2 separate regions of the Sus scrofa genome follow, and region 1 is linked to region 2. Evidence: chromatin contacts called from public HiChIP or PLAC-seq data. All regions are on one chromosome and are shown on one strand. The core of a region is the stretch at or near the end of the contact, and the rest is flanking DNA. Distances in the headings are between cores, read along the strand shown.

The links. HiChIP or PLAC-seq counts read pairs in DNA pulled down with a chosen protein or histone mark.
Region 1: an H3K27ac HiChIP or PLAC-seq map of skeletal muscle shows a contact between it and region 2. The contact joins the promoter of ZFP14 here to the promoter of ZNF566 in region 2. A contact is called at or near these places in 1 of 5 promoter capture datasets (liver), 1 of 47 Hi-C or Micro-C datasets (epiblast stem cells) and 2 of 2 datasets of contacts at active chromatin or transcription factors (alveolar macrophages and skeletal muscle).

The regions. Positions count from the first base shown.
Region 1 is chr6:45,983,775-45,991,085 of Sscrofa11.1, forward strand. ZFP14 (zinc finger protein 14 homolog) reads left to right here and starts at 3,886. Exons shown (of 4, transcript XM_013998455.2): 1 at 3,886-3,996.
Region 2 is chr6:45,890,611-45,897,575 of Sscrofa11.1, forward strand. ZNF566 (zinc finger protein 566) reads left to right here and starts at 3,373. Exons shown (of 3, transcript XM_021097194.1): 1 at 3,373-3,787. LOC110255280 (zinc finger protein 82 homolog) reads left to right here and starts at 3,660. Exons shown (of 7, transcript XM_021097168.1): 1 at 3,660-3,787.

The sequences.
Region 1 (7,311 bases), core at 2,636-5,135, 94 kb after region 2:
CATTCATCTTTTGGTGGACATTCAGGTTATTTCCATGTTTTGGCTATTGTGGATAATCCTGCAATGAACATTGTGGTGCATGTATTTTTTGAATTACCATTTTGTCCAGATATATGCCCAGGAGTGGGATTGCTAGATCATATGGTAGTTCTGTATTTAGTTTTCTGAGGAATCTCCATACTGTTTTCCATAGTGGTTATACCAATTTACATTCCCACCAACAGTGTGTGAGGGTTCCCTTTTCTCCACACCCTCTCCAACATTTGTTATTTGTAGTCTCATTAATGATAGCCATTCTGACCAGTGTGAGGTGGTACCTCATTGTAGTGATTTACATTTCTCTAATAATTATTTGAACATTTTTTTCATGTGTCTGTTGGCCATCCGTATGTCTTCTTTGGAGAAATGTCTATTTAGGTCGTCTGCCCATTTTTTAATTGGGTTGTTTGTTTTCTCACTGTTGAATGTTTTACAAATTTTAAAAGTCAATAACCAAAGGGGAAAGGGAAGGAAGGGTAAGTTAGGAATGTGGGATTAACAGATACACACCACTGTATATAAAATAGATAAATAAGGATTTACTATATTAGCACAGGGAACTATATTCAATATCTTATAATAACCTCTAATGAGTAACCGCAGTGGGTCAAGGATCTGATAGTACTGCAGCTATGGTGTAGGTCACAGCTGTGTCCCGGATTCAGTCCCTGGCCTGAGAACTTCCAAATGCCACAGGCACAGCTGAAAAAGAAAAAAATGGATGTATAACTGACACTTTGCTGAACATCTGAAACTAACAGAATATTGTAAATCAACTGTAGTTCAGTTTTTTAAAAAGTCAGTAACAGGAGTTCCCGTCGTGGCGCAGTGGTTAACGAATCTGACTAGGAACCATGAGGTTGCGGGTTCGGTCCCTGCCCTTGCTCAGTGGGTTAACGATCCAGCATTGCCGTGAGCTGTGGTGTAGGTTGCAGACGCGGCTCGGATCCCACGTTGCTGTGGCCCTGGCGTAGGCCAGTGGCTACAGCTCTGATTCGACCCCTAGCCTGGGAACCTCCATATGCCATGGGAGCGGCCCAAAGAAATAGCAAAAAGACAAAAAAAAAAAAAAGTCAGTAACAGAAGAGAGACCCTAAATTGGAATATAGCAAAAACAAACATTTCCTTCACACTAAAGGTGTGGAGGGGGGGGGCTAGTGCAAGCAGCTTTTGAAGACAATTTGACCATATTCCTTCAGGCCAAAAATAGAAGAAGAAAAAAAACCCAACCCTATAAACCAACAATTAACTCTAGTTAGTAGGATTGATTTACACAGTGACTAAGATTAGTAATTCTGAAACTACTTTGTGTATTCTGGAATCAAGCAAAAAAGTAGCTATTGTGGGAGTAAGTAAACAAAATAAGAGCCAAGTTTATCTTTGGCTGCAGAAGGAAGTTGCAGTATGGAGAGGAGAGGGCTAGACTAAACTTGCGGTGTTGGACTGCAGTTGGAGGTATCACTGTAAGGTCATGTTTTTTTTAAAAAAAAGATAAATATAAAAATACATATAGGGTTGTGTGTGCATCTGTGTCCTTCTATGTCATCTATGTTGCTCCAGTATCAATGAGAATATCCAGCACCCAATGGGAACCCGGGCTACTTGGAGAAATTGCATAAAACGTTGAACAGAGAAAAATAGGGTTAGAATATTTTGTAGACATAGAAAGCAGAGAGGTGCTCAAAAAATGTTTGAAATATGTCCAAAGATCATAGTGTCTAAAGGAGTTCTCACTGACTAAATCTGGATAATCGAAGCATCAAAATAGGTCATGATAGTAGCAGATTGAGTAAAACCATTGAATAACCCAGTAACTAAAAGGAGAAGAGTCCATGAAAGAATCCATGAAACATGCTTTATAGTAGGATGCCAATTTACTAATGTAGGAGGAATGGTGAAATTAGAAAGTCGCCATCAATCAACCATCACAGTAACCACTGATTCTATAAGACTCATCAATGTATCTAACACTACTGAGTGAAAAAATTTGATGAGAAACAATATGATACCATCTTAAAACACTCTTGCCAGAAATATTAATTGCAAAGGGAAAAACAGTAACATTACAGTGAAGAAACTTGACACACCACCTTAACCAGTAATCAAAGTTAATGTGACCAGTGTGACACAAAAGATGTATACACTGAAGCATTTAGGGGTAAAGGAGCCTTATGTGTGCAACTGACTTTTGTGAATAAAATTCCAATTGTTCAGAAAAAGAATCAGAAAATAAATGCAGTGTGTTAGCATTTACAGAAACTATCTGAAGGGTATATAAGAATTCTTTGTGCTATTGCAACTTTTCTCTGCATTTGATATTTCAAAATAAAAAAGTTTTATTAACAAAGCATGTTTGCATTCTCCCTTCTCCATTAATTGCTCTGTGATGTTGGACAGGTTTCTTCACCTCTCCATGTTCTGTGTCTGTTGCATGAGGATCAAAATAGTACTAACATGATGGAGTTATGAAGAATAATTAATACATGCAACAGTCTTAAAACGGCCTGGTAAAAAGAAAGAGCACTGTATATTTTAGCTTTTAATTTTTGCTTGAAAATTTGTCTAGATACAGAGAAATGTTTCATAAAAGAAGGGTCAATTCATCGGGAAGACACACAATCATAAATGTGCACGTACTATAATAATGGAGCTTCAAAATATATGAAGCAAAAACTGAAATTCACAATCATAGTTTTCATGTGACTCCTACTTCATATCTTCCTGTTTGCAAAATGAGAACTAAGATTAGCCTAGACATTTTCAAATACTTTCTAAAGTTTTATATTTTTAAAAAAAGTTTTATGTTCTTGAGAGAAGAAAAATTCTTCCTTCTATTAACTAATACATAAAAAATGTAAGATGGAGAAGCTGCTACAGTGTAGTCCCTGGTAGGCTTATCCGGTTTCTTAGGAATGAACCCAGGACGGGATGAATTCAATTATTACTCATCTGAGAGACTTCGGAAGACACCCTTCCTAATGTTCACTTTTCAATCGTCCTCATCAGTATGTATGTATGTATTTAACAGGGCTTGAAAATACTTTGAAGCAATACCGGGTAGAACTAAAAGGAAAATAGAAATAGACACACCTCTCTTAGTAATTACTAGGACTAGATTTTTTAAAAATCAGTAAGGATAAATAACATCTAAATGACAATACCCACTACCTTAACCTAACAGATTTTTACAGAACTATCCGTCCACAAGCTCAAGAGGGAAGGAGGGGGAAAAAAAAAAAAACCAAAACAATCCGGGAGAGAATAGGAAGGGAGGAGGGAGCGAGCACTAAGCAACCTCTGTGTGTCCAGGTTCTGCTAGGGTTTGGAGGATATTGAGACTTTTTTTCCCCCCCCAGGGCCGCACCTGCAGTTTATGGAAGTTACCAGCCTAGGGATCGAATTGAAGCTGCAGCTGCTCGCCAGCCACAGGCTGGATCCCAGCCTCGTCTGCTACCTACACCACAGCTCATGGCGATGCTGGATCCTTACTTAACCCACTAAGCGAGGTCAGGGATCGAACTCGCATCCTCATTGGTACTAGTTGGGTTCGCTTCCTAAGCCACAACGGGAACTCCGGATTTTGAGTCTTGAGGTACAACCACGTCCTGCTTGGGTATACACACCCGAGCACCTGCTATGTGCGTAGTACATATATTAGGTGCCTGCTGCACTTCTCTTAGCACTAGTAGGGGTTTCTCAAAAACAACGCTAACCCAAGTTCGAGGAGGGTGCCTCGGTCAGCCTGGGACAGCCTCGAAGGCTCTCAGGCAGCAGTCCAACCGTCTCGGAGACTCAAGGACCCTGGGGATTCTCCGCCTGAGCTGGACAACCCGCACTTGCGCATTCGGCGCAGCCAGCTGGGGCGCGGACCAGGCCCTCCCTAGCCGGGACTACATCTCCCACAGGCCTCTGCGCCTACTTTCCTTCCGCCTTCCTTGCTGGTGTCGGCTCGGAGAGGTGAGTTGCTCGCGTGCATTGAGGAAATGGGCGCGGGGGCGGCGCGGGGGCGGCGCGGCCCTGTGTGTGCAGGGCTGCAGTGACTGTGTAGTTTGTGACGCTGAGTGGACATTGGGTTCCCCGATGCATCCTCTGTCCGCCCGCTTCGGGGCCGCACAGATGCAGCGGCCCAGAATGGCTCCGAGTTAGATTTATGAACCCCACAGTGAAGGCCCCTAACAAAAAGACGCAGTCTGAAGAACAACAGCTTTCAAAGCCACAGCTTAACCAGAGCTCCCTCCCAAGGCAGCTCTAGAGAACTCGTAGACAGATACCAGCCCAGGTCTTTGTACTCTGGCCGTTCTCTCTGATACCGGGAAGGGTCAGCTTCACCCCAGGCTCCCTGTTATTTCCATCGGGTTTGGTGTGTGGTGGATGGTGGGAGAAAGTGTGGTAGTGAAACCGGACACGGTCCTGTGGGGCTCCTGGGCGCAAGAGTAGCGGGGGTGTGTCTTTAGCCTGGCCTGGCTTACCTCCAAAAAAAGGCTCAGTGCGTTGAGATTCCTGTTTCCTTACCCCAGCCTGCTGATCTTTAGGACGGAGAGAGAAAGGAGGAAATAATTGCATATATTTATATTTGTGTATGTATATGCACATATGTATATATATATGAGTTTGTTTTTTCTCTTTGTTCCATGAAATGTAATTTTTATTTTTTCTGGACATGGTGGTATTTGCTTCTCCTGATGAAAGAGTGAAAAAATCAGGTCGGACCGAAAAGAGAAAAAGCGACGCTCCCATTAATGAGATTGGAAAAGAAAAGATAAAGCCAGCTGCAGAGTTAATAGAAAACATTATTTCTGCCCAGGTCATGCAGCAGTTGTAAAATGCTCCCTGTTTGAGAGCTTAAAGTGTGCTTACCAATGATGCTACTTTTATTTTATTACTAGAGATACTCAGTTGCTAAATTACCCTCACTTCACTGATAGCACTTAATCTCCAGTTAATCCTTGCCTCTTCTGTTCTCACCTCAGAAACAGCAGTGGTTCCAGAATTGTTCCCACTTCCTCAGGTTCCTTCAGTTGGAGCTCAGCTCTTTACAGAAGAGGTTTTCTTATCCTTTTTGTTGCCGAAACTCGGCTTCTGTCCACTGGTGCTGAATAGAAACACAGAGTTTTGGGTGAAAGAGGAAAAAAGTAGCCCTTATTGCCTTGCCAGGCAGAGGAGGCCACAGCAGGCTAATGCTTTAAAGACTGTGCCCTACATTGAAAAGTACTGCAGGGAGTTTTATAGTAAAAAGAAGAAAAACAGGTTTCTGGATAAGAATCAGGGTTGAGGGCAAATATGCATTCTTCTTTCTTTGGGGGAAATCTTTATAGTCATCGAGGTTGGTGTCAGGACATCTCAGCTGACCCTGCTTATCTTCTGGGTTATTGTATCTTGATTTTTCCTGAAATAAAAATACTTGGAAAAGAGGCACGTTAATCAGTGATGAGGTCAATCTAGTTAAGTCCTAAAAAAAAAAAAAAAAAAAAAAAATGTGCTTAATAATCTTTAACTCACAGGCATTTATGCTCAGGGTGCCTCATCTTTAGCTTACAGGTAATTGTGTTTAGGGTGCAGTTAAGCCAGGGAGAAGGACAAGGAAGGGCGCTAAGCTGTTCAGTTTTAAAGTATTCATTATGTGTTATTCCTCAAGAGGGAACCAGGGTCCTGCCTGGGCGCTGTACTCTTGTTCCTTGACTGCTCCTGCTTTGTCTTTGCGTCCCCTTCCTTCCCTGGTCAGCAACTGTCTGAACCTGCCCCTTGGAACTCAGGGAACACTATGAAGGCTGAATGAGGCCCATTTCCTAAAAAACAAGAAAAGAGACACACAGAAAGGCTTTTGTGCCGGGGAGCCCCACAGGGCCCTGCTCTGTTACAATTTGCCCCATCACGTTCCAGCTGTTCCTGTGAACTTTCCTCCCTCTCTTGAGTCAGTAACTCTTAAATTTTGTTGCACTTTACAGGCTTGTTCCAGGTAGTCTAGCTGGCTAGGCTTTAACACCTGAAATACTGTCTCTGTGGCCCCGGTGCTTTGTTTTTCCTTCCTAGTGAATGATGGGGAGGATGAGGATAGAGCACCCCAGCCCCACCAAGGGTATCCTCTCCTCTCCAGTGGCTATTCACATGAATATTTGGCAGCTATTTAATTCCTCCTCTGAGTGGCTGCTTTCTCTTAATATGAATGGTCTGCAACTAAACCTCATGCAGGGAGGCTAACTACAGAGCTTTATTTATTTATCTTCTTAGGGCCGGCGTATGGAGGTTCCCAGGGCAGGGGTTGAATCGGAGCTACAGCTGTCTGCCTACGCCACAGCCACAGCAACGCCGGATCCGAGCTGCATCTTCGACTAACACTGAAGTTCACGGCAACACCAGATCCGCAACCCACTGAGTGAGGCCAAGGATCACGTGAGGCCAGAACCTGCATCCTCATCGATGCTAGTCGGGTTCGTGGACCGCCGAGCCACAATGGGAACTCCTGCAGAGTTTTATTTTAGGCTGTAATATATCGAGAAGATTATAGTTGAGTTGAAATCTTTTTTTTTTTTTTTTTTTTTTTTTTTTTTTTTTTTTTTTGTCTTTTTGCTATTTCTTTGGGCCGCTCCCGAGGCATATGGAGGTTCCCAGGCTAGGGGTCCAATCGGAGCTGTAGCCACCGGCCTACGCCAGAGCCACAGCAACGTGGGATCCGAGCCGCATCTGCAACCTACACCACAGCTCACGGCAACGCCGGATCCTCAACCCACTGAGCAAGGCCAGGGATCGAACCTGCCATCTCATGGTTCCTAGTCAGATTCGTTAACCACTGAGTCACGACAGGAACTCCCGAGTTGAAATCTTACACTAGTGACTTTGGTATTTTCCGCTGCCCTGAGGTCAACATCGAGGAAAGGAGTTCCTAGCATGGTGCAGTGGAAATGAATCTGACGAGATCCCATGAGGATGCAGGTTGGATCTCTGGCCTCGCTCAGTGGGTTGGGGATCCAGCGTTGCTGTGAGCTGTGGTATAGGTTGCAGACACGGCTCGGATCCTGTGTTGCTCTGGCTGTGTTGTAGGCTGCCAGCTACAGCTCTGATTCTACCCTTCTGGAACCTCCATATGCCACAGGTGCTGCCCTAAAAAGACAAAAAAAAAAAAAAAAAAAGAAAGATGGGGTATGGTTTTATTGGTGACAGGGTCTTGTACTTTTGAGGCTTTTATGAGTGGTAATGTTGTAGATTTTTAACAGAGGAACCTGTGTCAACAAGAGAAAAGGTTATTAGTGGAAGGGAAGGGAAGACATCAGTAGA
Region 2 (6,965 bases), core at 2,123-4,622:
TTTGTTTCCACTGAGCCACAACTGGGAGCTCCTCTGTATAGTTTCAGTGGCATTTTTTTCATGCATGATGTTGAACATGTTTTCGTATATTTGAGAACAATAAGTAGACTCTAAGTTTTGGTTTCTTTTTTTTTTTTTTTTTTTTTTTTTTTGGTCTTTTTGTCTTTTTTAGGGCTGCACCTGCGTCATATGGAGGTTCCCAGGCTAGGGGTCCAATCAGAGCTGTAGCTGCCAGCCTACACCAGAGCTAAAGCAAGTTGGGATCTGATCCGCATCTGCGACCTATACCATAGCTCAAGGCAACGCTGGATCCTTAACCCAGTGAAAGAGACCAGGAACCGAACCCGCAACCTCATGGTTGCTAGTCAGGTTCCTTAACCACTGAGCTATGACGGGAAAGCCTCTGAGCATTATTATTATTATTATTATTATTTTTTTTTTTGTCTTTTGTCTTTTTGTTGTTGTTGTTGTTGTTGCTATTTCTTGGGCCGCTCCTGCGGCATATGGAGGTTCCCAGGCCAGGGGTTGAATCAGAGCTGTAGCCACCGGCCTACGCCAGAGTCACAGCAACGCGGGATCCGAGCGAGTCTGCAACCTACACCACAGCTCACGGCAATGCCGGATCGTTAACCCACTGAGCAAGGGCAGGGACCGAACCCACAACCTCATGGTTCCTAGTTGGATTCGTTAACCACTGCGCCACAACGGGAACTCCTGAGCATTATTTTTTAATCCCTCCATTTTTACTGGGTTGTTAGTCTTGTTTAATCAATTTTGGGGGGGCTCTTTATATCTGGGGAGATCAGCTCTTTGTTTGTAACAAAATGCAGATTTCTGCCAGCTTGTATTTTAACCTTTTTTTTTATGTAGTAGCAAAGATTAACCTTTCATGTCCAGGTTTTGGGATTCTGAATTTAGGAAGGTTTTTCTGCATTCCATGGCTACAAATTCACTCAAGTTTTCAATCTTTAATGTTTATGTAATTTAATTTTAAGTACTTTAATTTTTTTAAGTTTTAAATTTTGACCCATTTGGACTTAACTCTGAATTCAATACATAGCATAATCCATTCTCTTTTCTCCAGAAATGCTACCAAACTGTTCCTATTACGATCATTGAAAATTTTTTTCCAATTGATTTGCGATGCCCCATTCACCACACACTAAAATCCTTGATTTGGTTCATTTTCGGATTCTCTATTCTTTTCCACTAGTCTCTCCAGTCATATGACAAAGCCACACTATTTCAATTTTTAACGTTTTAGGGTGTTTTGTGATCTGTTAGGACAAGCTCCAACTGCCCAAGTTTTTTTTCCCAGAGAGTCTATTCTGACCTTTGTTTTTCCACTTCAACTTTAGAATAATAAAGTCTATTTAAAAAAAAATATACTGTTTTCACTGAGATCATGTTAAATTCATGAATTAATTTAAAATTAATGATGTTTATGATAAAGATTTCTATTAAATATGGTATAACATTGTTTATTTTTTTGTGTCCTTCATAATGTTTTAAATTTTTTCTTATATAGGTTTTATTTATTTCTTGCTGATTCTGAAGCATTTTATCCCATTCTAAGGTTTTGTTTGCATACATGAAGTTTATTTACATGAATTTTATACCCAACTACCTTTCTTTCTCCTTTTATTTAAAATTACATTGAAAGTAACTATAGCAAAATTCTTGAAGAAAGCATCTTTTTTTTTTTTTTTTTTTTTTTTTTTTGTCTTTTTGCTATTTCTTGGGCCACTCCTGCGGCATATGGAGGTTCCCAGGCTAGGGTAGAATCGGAGCTGTAACTGCTGGCCTATGCCACAGCCACAGCAACCCGGGATCCGAGCCGCGTCTGCGACCTACACCACAGCTCACGGCAACGTCGGATCGTTAACCCACTGAACAAGGGCAGGGACCAAACCCGCAACCTCATGGTTCCTAGTCAGATTCATTAACCACTGCGCCAGGACGGGAACTTCGAAGAAAGCATCTTTGCAATTAGCAGCAATTTATTTTTACACCCTCCCCCCCAAAAAAAAATCCACTGGCCTTGGGGTAACCAGAGGAAATTAAGTAAATCCTTGATTTGGCTAGACTCCTTAAAGAACCTCAAACTTACATTCCTTGATCTCACTAAACGTTGATTGTTTGTGTTTTTTTTTTTAATCCGACAATGGGAATAACACTTTAATTCACTTCTCTGCTATTTCCAATGGCCAATACTACTCCTCAATCTTTAAAGTTATTTCTTAGTCTAGAACTGCACAAATCAGCTCCCTTAGACATACACGCCTCCCCCAAGACGTTAAAAGAACATCAAGATTGAATGGCTAGGACTCCAAGATCTGGGCTCTAAGCAAGAGCAAGCCCCCCATTTAAAAAAATAGTTTCTTTAAAACCAACTTTCGTTTTTTAAAAAAGCGCTGCTTTAATTTCTATTCCATAATTGATCAAGCTTTAAATCATTTATTAGCTCAATTATGTAATCTTTCTCCCATCAAACCTTAAAAAAAGACAAAACAAAAACAAAAACAAAAACAAAAAACCTGCCCCAGAAAGATCCATCCTCCTTGCCACTGTTTTACAATGAGGTTCAGAGATTATTTACCAAGATACAATCTCAGTCAAACATACGGTTGATACTCATTTAAATTATCAATTACTGGGGTTCCCTGGTGGCTAAGCGGGTTAAAGATCCAGCGTCCTCACTGCTGTAGCGATAGGTTTCATCCCTTGGCCTGGGAACTTCTGCATTCCAGAAGACAATCAATCAATCACAAATAGTTAATTCCACACACACCCCTACACAAAATCATGCGTCCAGTTTCTTCTCTATGGCACCCAACACATACCGGGCTCTCATTACTTGCATTCTGCACAGCTTGCCTCACCACCCCCTCATTCTCACGCTGCGACTATCACACCGAAGTCAGGAGCACAGCCCCTTTGCGAAGTCGGAAACTACTCCGTTTTAAACACCCCCTCCCCATTTCACGTTTAGCGATTCCTCCCCTTCAACCTCCCCAATCCCGTGGCAAGTTCCTGGTCTCCTCCTCTGCAGCCTCCTGGACTAGCTTTGGGTCTCAAAAATCTCAGGTCCCAAAACTCGGCACCGAAGAATCCCCCAAGTCAAACTCACACCCAAACAAAGGCCAAGACGGCGACCCAGAAAGCCTGCGCGCTCCCCTGGGCGCAGTGACACTCCCAGATGTCTGCGGGGTGTGGCCAGGCTCAGGGGATGAGGAATCCAGACGAATTTCAAACGGTCCATCCACCGCTTTTTCCTGCTTCCTAACTACACTTCCCAGGAGGCTCGGCGGTGCAAATTACCTCCCCTTGCGGACTAACTCTTTTCTTCCAGAGCGCGTTCAACTCCAGGGGATACAGTAGGGCGGACCTGGGAAGTCCATTTTCAAATGCTTAGGAGTGGCCTTCTTTGGGGACCACTGCCTGAGGCTGAGCCAGGCTCCGCGAGGTCTCTGGTGCGCGTTTGTGAGGGGGACGCAATCTTTTCGGCGGGACAGCAGCTGAGCTCTGATAAAAATCCCGTTGACTGTCAGCCATCTTGCCCGCCTCTGGGCGTCGCTGACTACACTTCCCAGAGGACTCCTCGGCAAAACGTGATTCTCGTGTGAATTCAACCTCGAGAATCACGCTCTGGGGGGACCCTCAGGTCCGTACCAGCAAGTGTTTCAGTGCAGTGGAGGGCTCTGCGCCTTTGGAAGCTTGGAAGAACCGAGGTGGGGAACCCTAAGAGAGGGTGGGCTTGAAGCATCGGCTTTGTACCGCTGAGGAGGTGAGATTGAAATTGTGTGTTTGTGTCTGTGTATTGGTATGTGATGAATGACCGTGTGATTGTGTCTCGCTGTTCCTGTAGTGAGCGTGTGTTTCCAATGATAACCGTGTGCAGCACAGCCTCAGAGCCTGTGACTGCTCTGGTGTGACGCGATGCGACCCGGTGAGGTACATGTAATCACGTGTGGCATTGAATGTGCTGGTGTGAGGAGCTTGTGACTCGGTGGATGTGATAGCGTTTGCCCCGTAGAGGGGTGTGATTGCGCGACTGTGTGCTGCAGAGTACCGTTGGGGTACTTGTGGATACTGTGTGGTTTTATCTGTCGTTTGTGTGATTGTGACTGCGACCGTGTTCAGGTGTGCAGTGCCTGTGACAGTGTGAGTTGTGATTTATTGTCCTCTTGGTAATTGTGTGATTGTGCTTATGTGACCTTTTGAGGCCCTGGGTATGAGGCCCTGTTGTTTGAGTTGCGGGTTATCTTTAGCTGTAAGTTCCCATGTTCGTTTATATTTGTGTGTGGTTATGTTATTATGTTAGCATCACTGGATAAATGTATGAGGATTTTTCACTTATGTATATATACCACTTTAAGCATTATACTGTAGTTTTTCCCCATTTTAAAACTTTATGTGAATGCTGACATACTTTTATCTCTTACTTTAATGATTTGTACAACTATGTTTTTGGGAATTATCCATATTAGATATGATAGTGGTTCATTTGTTTTCTTTATTATATTCCATCCTTTAAAGTATACCAGTTATTCATCCCTTCTAAAAATGATGGACATTTGAGTTATTTCTAGTTTTTCACTTTATAGACTGTGCTGCCACCAGCATTCTTTTACATAGGATACACATGCATGATTTACCTACCAATGGAATTACAGTGTCATATATCTTCCACTTTACCAGGTAGTGCCAAAATATCTACCAAACTAAATTTATACTTGCACAGCAGTGTTTGAAACATCACATTGCTCCATGTCCCTACCAAAACATGGTTCTGATAATTTTTTTACATTTTTATGATATAGCAAATATACAGTAAAGTGCATGAATCTTTTTTTTTTTTTTTTTTGCTTTTTAAGGCCTCACCTGTGGCATATGGAAGTTCCCTGGCTAGGGGTCTAATCAGAGCTGTAGCTGCCAGTCTACACCACAGCCACAGCAACACTAGATCCAAGCTGCATCTGTGACCTACACCGTAGCTCATGGCAACACCGGATCTTTAACCCACTGAGCAGGGCCAGGAATCGAACCTTCATCCTCATGGGTACTAGTCGGATTCATTACTGCTAAGCCACAACGGGAGCTCCAAATGTGTGATCTTAAGTATACAGCTGTAAAACAGTTTCCTAGATCAACACAAAGAACTTTACCACTACCCCAGAAGATTCACTCATGCCCCTTCCAAGTTATTCCTCTCCCAGAATCAATATTCAGAATTCTATAACCATTAGTTGATTTTACCCTTTCTTGAATTTCATAAACAAATGGAATTATATAGTATGTGCTCTTTTACAATTGGCTTCTTTTGTTCTGCATTATATCTATGAGATTTATCTGTGTTGTTGAGCGTAATTGCATTTAGTTATGATTACATTTAGGGATATGTTGCAATTGATTGATTTTTCAAAATTTCCAATATCGTTGCTATGAACATTTTGCTGTGGTTTTTGTGAACACATAAATACTGTTCTCCTGCGTAAATATTTAGGAATGGAATTGATAGATCACTGGGAAGGCATATGTTTAGTAAATACTACCAATGCTCGTGTTGTACCAGTTTACACTCCATCCAGTAATGTATGAGAGTTTCAGTTGCTCCACATCATCTCCATTATTTGATATTATCAATCTCTTATTTTAACTATTTTGGTGGATGTGTGGTCTACTTTCATTGCAGTTTTAACTTGCATTTCCCTGATGTGTAACATTCTGCACCTTTTCATATCTTTATTGGCCACTTGAATATCCAGTTTTTTAAAAGGATCTATTCAGGTCTCTTTGTCCTCTTGCCCTTTTAAATTTTTTTCTCTCTCTCTTTTTTTTTTTTTTTTTAAACCTATGCTGGATCCTTAACCCACTGCACCACAGCAGGAACTCCAGATTTTTTTCTCATTTTTAAAAAACTTTTTATTTTCATATTTTTTCGTATTGTAAACATAGTACAAGGAATTCCCATATACTCTTCATCTTCACTCAGGTGTTCATAGTACATTTATGAAAACCAGGACATGTGCCCTGATACAAGACTTTTGCTAATTTATAGATTTCTTTCTTTCTTTTTTGGCCACCCCACGGCATATGGCATTCCTGGGCCAGGAATCAGATCTGAGCCACAGTTGTGATCTATGCTGCAGCTGTGGCAACGCCAGATCCTTAACCCACTGTGCCAGGCTGGGTATTGAACCTACATCCCAGGGCTCCACAGCTGCCAATGATCCCCTTGGGCCACAACGGGAACTCCCAGGGACTGAAATCTGATTCACAGCTTCCACAGCACTGGATCCTTTAACCCGCTGTGCTGGTGGGGAGCCAATCTGCACTTCCACAGTGACGTGAGCTACTGCAGTTGGATTCTTAATCCAGGGAAATGTTTGGCCATTTCCTTATGTCAAATTCTTTTCTCCAACAGTGAGAAACCTGCTTCTTAATATCAATAATTTTTTTCTGGGAGTTCCCATCGTGGCGCAGTGTTTAACGAATACGACTAGGAACCCTGAGGTTGCGGGTTCAGTCCCTGCCCTTGCTCAGTGGGTTAACGATCTGGCGTTGCCGTGAGCTGTGGTGTAGGTTGCAGACGCGGCTCGGATCCCGCGTTGCTGTGGCTCTGGCGTAGGCCGGTGGCTACAGCTCCGATTCAACCCCTAGCCTGGGAACCTCCATATGCCGTGGGAGCTGCCCAAGAAATGGCAAAAAGACGAAAAAAAAAAGACATTTCCAAAGTTACTCCGTTTAGTTCTTTTCCTCACCACCCTCTTCATTGTAGTTTTGTCACTCATTTTTCCTACATTTAGCTTTCTGTGTTATACTTCAGGTTCCCTTACATCCTGGTTGATTGCAACATGTCAATATTTTGAGTATGAAAAAATTAATGTAGTTCCTGCCCACTCCCTGTACATAATCAACCTCATTAGTTTCTGCTTTATCCTTTTGGTATTCCCCTTTGCACA